Regions from separate parts of the Gossypium hirsutum genome. Here region 1 is linked to region 2. Evidence: chromatin contacts called from public Hi-C data. All regions are on one chromosome and are shown on one strand. Each heading gives the region's core, a stretch centred on a gene start, on an enhancer-like site or on the middle of the called end of the contact. The rest is flanking DNA. Distances are from core to core; before and after follow the strand shown.

Region 1 (2,917 bases), core at 272-2,771, 310 kb before region 2:
TATATATCAGCACTTACCATTTTCTATTGATAAAAATTTTATTATGTTATCTGTAGAAAAATCTTCTATAGAGATACCATTAGTAGAAAATCATAAATTTGTGTGTGATAAAAATTTTACACCATAAAGAAAAGAGCAGATTAAACAACTAGAAACAAATCATTGGTTGTTCAAAAATTTAGAAGATAATTTTAGTAATTCTGATAATTATATAATAGTAAATCTTTTTGAAATTGAGCTTGTTGTTTGCAAATAGCTTCATTTATTTTTATAAAAATTTCTAGTGGTAATATTTGTCTAGCTTTACTATATAAACATAGTCTAAATACTTTATTCACAATGGGAATATTTTTCCCTTTATTAATAAAATACCGAAATATATCAAGAAGATTGTTTATCTCCTTAATATCCATATATTCTTATTCAATCTCATCCCAATCTCTATATAAAATAGATTTTAGTAATTCAATCTCTATATAAATTTCTAATAGTCTTCAGTATTTTCCTAACACTTCCTGTAATTGGTATCAGAGCGTTTGAGTAACGATTTTTGGAGAAATAATATCGTAGTATTCATTGTAAGTCTTTATCTTTTATTTACAACTCAGATTATTTCATGGATATTTATTTTAAAACCATATATCTGTTATTTCGTCTTTCTATTGCCTGCTTATGTCTGAGTGAGACTTTAGGCCTTTGAGAGAAGGTTTTAGGCCTTTGAGAGAAAAGACGTAAAAGATAACAGAAGGTTTTAGGTACCAAAGATAAATTTTATAGAAGAAACAAATTGTTTATATAAAGATAAAATTTGCAGTCATACTATGCATATCGACTCTAAAAATGAAAATAATATTTCAGCTCTGAGTAAAGATTTTAATATCCTTAATTAGGATAAGATAGTGCTTGAACAGATATATTCAAAAATCTTTAATTAGATACTTTTTCTTTATTAAATTTTTTATAAATAATTGTCCATTCCCTAACTTTTTTTTTTTTAAATTTTTTTAGCTCTATCCATCATGACTTCTAAGATAATCCATAAAGTATTATAGACTCCTATAGAACAGACAAAAAAGACTCTTAAAGTACAGAACAGACAAAAAAGACTTATAGAAAACGTTTTAACTATTCTCAAAGTAGAGATAGACTAGGGACTAAACAAGGAAGACTCTGAGATTAAAAGAAGATTGCTGCAATAATTATAAAGGAAAGGTGGCTTTCCAGGATCACAAATACGAAATTCCCTGTGAACTATTTCACAGTAAACAAAGATAACTCCAAATCAACCTCGAGTGACGAACCTGCCCGCCTGCCTGCCTGCCACGCTCCCTTCCCTCCACGTCCTCATCTTCACCCTCCACGTTTCATCCCATCCCTCTCTCACGCTTTTCCTTTGCTTTCCTGATCTCACCTCTCTTTCCTTTCTGCTGCTTCTTCCGCTGTTTGCATTTGAAAAACTCTGTTTTCCTTTTTTTCCTTTTCATCAAAAGCTTGGGTTTCTTTTTCTTCTTTTTTGCGCCATGTTGCTGAAAGCTGTTCCAACTTTTTCTTCGTTAAATCCTCAACTGGAAAATCAGGGTGCCCTGTTTTCCTCTTTTTCTTCTTCGATTAATCATCAGCTATCTTCTCTAAGAAATGGACCTGGGTCTCTTGTAGTTTGTGCAGCCAAAGGAGCCAACCACAAGCCACTAAGTGGTGTTGTTTTCCAGCCCTTTGTGGAAGTGAAAAAGGAACTTGATCTTGTCCCCTCCGTGCCTCAACTTTCTCTGGCTCGCCAAAAGTTTACTGATGACTGTGAAGCTTCCATCAACGAACAAATCAAGTGGGATCTTTTCTTTTTAGATTTTTAAGAATGAATTCTGAATGATTTCGTGATCGTGTCGATATTTACTAATGTCTGGTGCATTTGGCAGTGTCGAATACAATGTTTCCTATGTGTATCATGCTATGTTTGCTTACTTCGATAGGGACAACGTTGCACTCAAGGGTCTTGCCAAGTAATTCTTGTTGAAAATTCTTGATTTTGCTGAGCCCTTTTAGCTCCCCTTTTCGGTGTTAAGCTGACATCAGCCTTCCTCGTAATAGGTTCTTCAAGGAATCGAGTTTAGAAGAGAGAGAACATGCTGAGAAATTTATGGAATACCAGGTTTTCTATTCATTTTGCTTAGATCACAGTATGTGATTTTACTTTTGAAATTGTATGTATCATCATCATCCTAATTATGTATTCTATTTATGTACCTCGATAAAAAAAATTAGAGTTACAATTTATTTAGAAATTTTCTATTTTGGATTATAAGAAAACTGTCATGAAAGGGTTTTCCGTTTTTATTTATTTTTTGTTTTTGCTTACTTTTTGCTATTCTTTTGTTTATGTCATTGTTTCCCAAATTGGGTTTTTTTTTTTGTCTTTCTATTGTTATCAGAACAAACGAGGTGGAAAAGTGAAGCTGCAGTCCATAGTGATGCCCCTCTCTGAGTTTGATCATGCAGAGAAAGGAGATGCATTATACGGTAAGTTGATATTACCAAAGCTAGGTTTGTGTTTGGTTTGGTAAACAGTGCTTTCATTTCTTATTTGGTTGCCTTCTTTTTCTACCTTCAGATACTACATATCCACGTGTAACAATACAATGAGATATATAGTAACCATGGGAGTACGTTTGTAAATTTGTATGGTTGGTGGGAAGAGATATTTCTTGAACATTCACTTGAAGTATTTTGAATTTTGTTCATTAATCACCCCGTTGTCTTTCTTCATGCTGAATTGTACTGCATGACAATGTCATATTAGTCAAATTAGCATGGTATATGTGATTGAAGCTAATTGTATCTAATTCTTTGGTTCAGCAATGGAGCTTGCCTTGTCCCTGGAGAAACTAACAAGTGAAAAGCTCTTTAACCTACGTAATGTGAG
Region 2 (2,700 bases), core at 7-2,506:
TCGGATTCTTTCAATTTCGGTTGAATCTTCATCCGGATCAAGGAATGTGTCACGTAACTAGCCCATCTCGATCTTACCTCCCTCCATTTTCTCCGGAATAGCGCCCAAAAGCTCGTAGCACACCCCCCCAATCGCTAGATTGGGCAGACCCGGTGACTGGGTACCCATCCACCGGCAATCCCAATTGCAGACTGACATCTTCTAGAGTGATAGTGCACTCTCCACATGGAAGATGGAATGTGTGCTTCTCGGGTCTCCACCTCTCGATCAACGCACTGATTAGTTTCGAGTCCACCTTGCATCCTCGGCCTATCGTCGCCACGTGCCAAAAATCCGCTTCCCGCAGGTAGTTCTCTACCAACGGTGATGAAGGACCATGTATATTCCGGATATTGCATTCTAAGACCCGATCTACAGACTTTTATAACAAATAATAAATTAATAATTATCTAAAAATGCATAAATAAAAAATTCTTAAATAATATTTAGAAATTAAATTTAACACTTACCATTTTCATTTGTTCCACCGGTATGTGATGCTTATCAAGACGAGTCAATTCTCTGGTCATTTAAAACAAAATTTTTAAAATTATTTAAAAAAATTTAAGAGAAATTTAGAAATTTTTACGGTTCAAAAAAATTTTAAAAAAAATTAAAATTATTTAAAAAAAGGAGTTAAGAGAAATTTAAGAAGAACTTGAGAGCAAATTGAGATTAAATATGGATTTGAGAGAAATTTGGAAGGAATTTGAGAGCAAATTGAGAGGAAATTTGAGAGAGGATTAGTTTGTGAAAAAAAAAAGGTGGGGGTATTTATAGTGTTTTTTTTTTACCGTTGGGGGGGACAACGGTCAAATTTTTGACCGTTGCACTGTTCACGCGCGGGGCAAGTCGCGGCCACGTCAGCGCGCTTTGCTGGCGTGGCAGCAAATCGTGTCCTGGAGGGCTCGATTTGTTGCAATGTCAGCAAAGCGCGCTGACGTGGCCGCGACTTGCTGGCGCGTCCCTTGACATCGCGCTGACGTGGACGCGATTTGCCGGAAAATAGCCCATTCCGGTAAATAATTAAATACCGGGCCCATTTCAGTAATTAAAAAAAAGGGCTTTTTTGTATAAATTGTCCAAAATTCTAAACATATTAATTGTCGTTAATTATGATTTAAAATGCTTTGATTATTAATTAAAAAATTTCTATTAGAAACTAATGGATTTAAAAAATATAACTAAAATACAACCACTAAGTAGAATTTGTAATAGCAAAATTTTAGTTAAACCAAATCCAGAGAGAAGGAATAAATGAACTACTCCTCAATAAATAAATCAAATGAGATTGATACACTCTTCTTGCTCTCTCTCTCTCTCAACACTCTTCCATTCCTTCGACGTCTCGAATCACAGCTATGGCAAGCCTATGGCGAGCAGCGACGGCGCTGACGGAGAAACCGAACGACTACGACGGTGTTCAATTCTGGTCGAATCCCGAACGAACCGGCTGGTTAGCTAAACAAGGTGAGTACATAAAAACCTGGCGTCGCCGCTGGTTCGTGTTGAAACAAGGGAGGCTGTTCTGGTTCAAGGAATCATCAATCACACGCGCCTCTCGCCCGCGTGGTGTGATCCCAGTTGCTACCTGTTTAACCGTGAAGGGAGCCGAAGATATCTTGAACAAGCAGTACGCTTTTGAGCTTTCGACGAGGGAGGAGACCATGTACTTAATTGCCGATGCGGAGAAAGAAAAGGAGGATTGGATCAACTCCATCGGACGCTCCATAGTTCAGCACTCCAGGTCCGTTACGGATTCCGAGATAGTTTATTATGATAACATGCGTTGATCATCCACAGTCACTCAGATCTATCATAATTCTGTTGTTTGTATATTTTACTTTTTTTGGCAATGATCAGATTGGTAATTGTTTGCTTATTCTTTTATATGTATATATATTAAAATTCAAAATATTTGCTTGTTTGATTTTAGTTTAGACAGGATGATTGATTTTGATAATTTTAGTTTAGACAAATTTCGGAAATTTATCCGTAATTCTTATGGAAGATAATTTTCTTACATAACCGACATAAAATTTAGATTATCTACCTTTGGTATTTCTTCTTTTTCCCTAGCTTCCCAGATGAGGCTGAAGTATATTTTCATACTGTTGTTCCAAATAACCGAAAGAAAACTTGAGCTGATCATGTTTAGCTAACAACTGCTGTGGTGAATAAAAGTTTGCATGTCATTTATGAACGAATGCAGCCTCCGCTAGGTCAATGGAACGAGCAAGGCCAGCAGCTTTGTTTTGACATTCGAGGTGCTCGGCATCAGGATCACTGTCTGCAACTACACCAGCGCCGGCTTGAAGATAAGCTACCCATTCTTGGCGTCTGCTGGAACCTTTGTATGAGTACATTGTGTCATAGCGGCTACCTGTAGGGAATACCATGGTCCTGAGAGCCAACGCAATATCCATATCCCCAGTGAAGGAAATGCCCCCAAATCCTCCGCTATAAGGACCTCGTCTTGACACCTCTAACTCATCGATTAGCTCCATCGCCTTCACCTATACCAATATCTCAACTTCATCAAAACCTAGAGGGGAGAGGGGAATTACTTCCTAGATTAAGTAGACTGTCAGTGATATGCAATGCTGCTTTGACTCGTAAGCTGTCCGGGCTGGACCGTAATGCCAGAATCAAAGGAAAGAC

The links. Hi-C and Micro-C count contacts between places; a contact is called where the count stands out from the background.
Region 1: a contact with region 2 is called in a Hi-C map of leaf, with 4 times the contacts expected there. The contact joins the promoter of LOC107904058 here to the promoter of LOC107904147 in region 2. A contact is called at or near these places in 2 of 34 Hi-C or Micro-C datasets (both in leaf).

The regions. Positions count from the first base shown.
Region 1 is chrD05:34,917,471-34,920,387 of Gossypium_hirsutum_v2.1, reverse strand. LOC107904058 (ferritin-3, chloroplastic-like) reads left to right here and starts at 1,521. Exons shown (of 8, transcript NM_001326931.1): 1 at 1,521-1,822; 2 at 1,914-1,997; 3 at 2,086-2,146; 4 at 2,427-2,514; 5 at 2,851-2,912. The coding sequence starts at 1,521.
Region 2 is chrD05:34,605,116-34,607,815 of Gossypium_hirsutum_v2.1, reverse strand. LOC107904147 (pleckstrin homology domain-containing protein 1) reads left to right here and starts at 1,256. Exons shown (of 2, transcript XM_041092900.1): 1 at 1,256-1,786; 2 at 2,252-2,455. The coding sequence starts at 1,401. The coding sequence ends at 2,261. It overlaps LOC107904146 (anthranilate synthase alpha subunit 1, chloroplastic), which reads right to left. Exons shown (of 11, transcript XM_016830419.2): 11 at 1,990-2,555. The coding sequence ends at 2,232.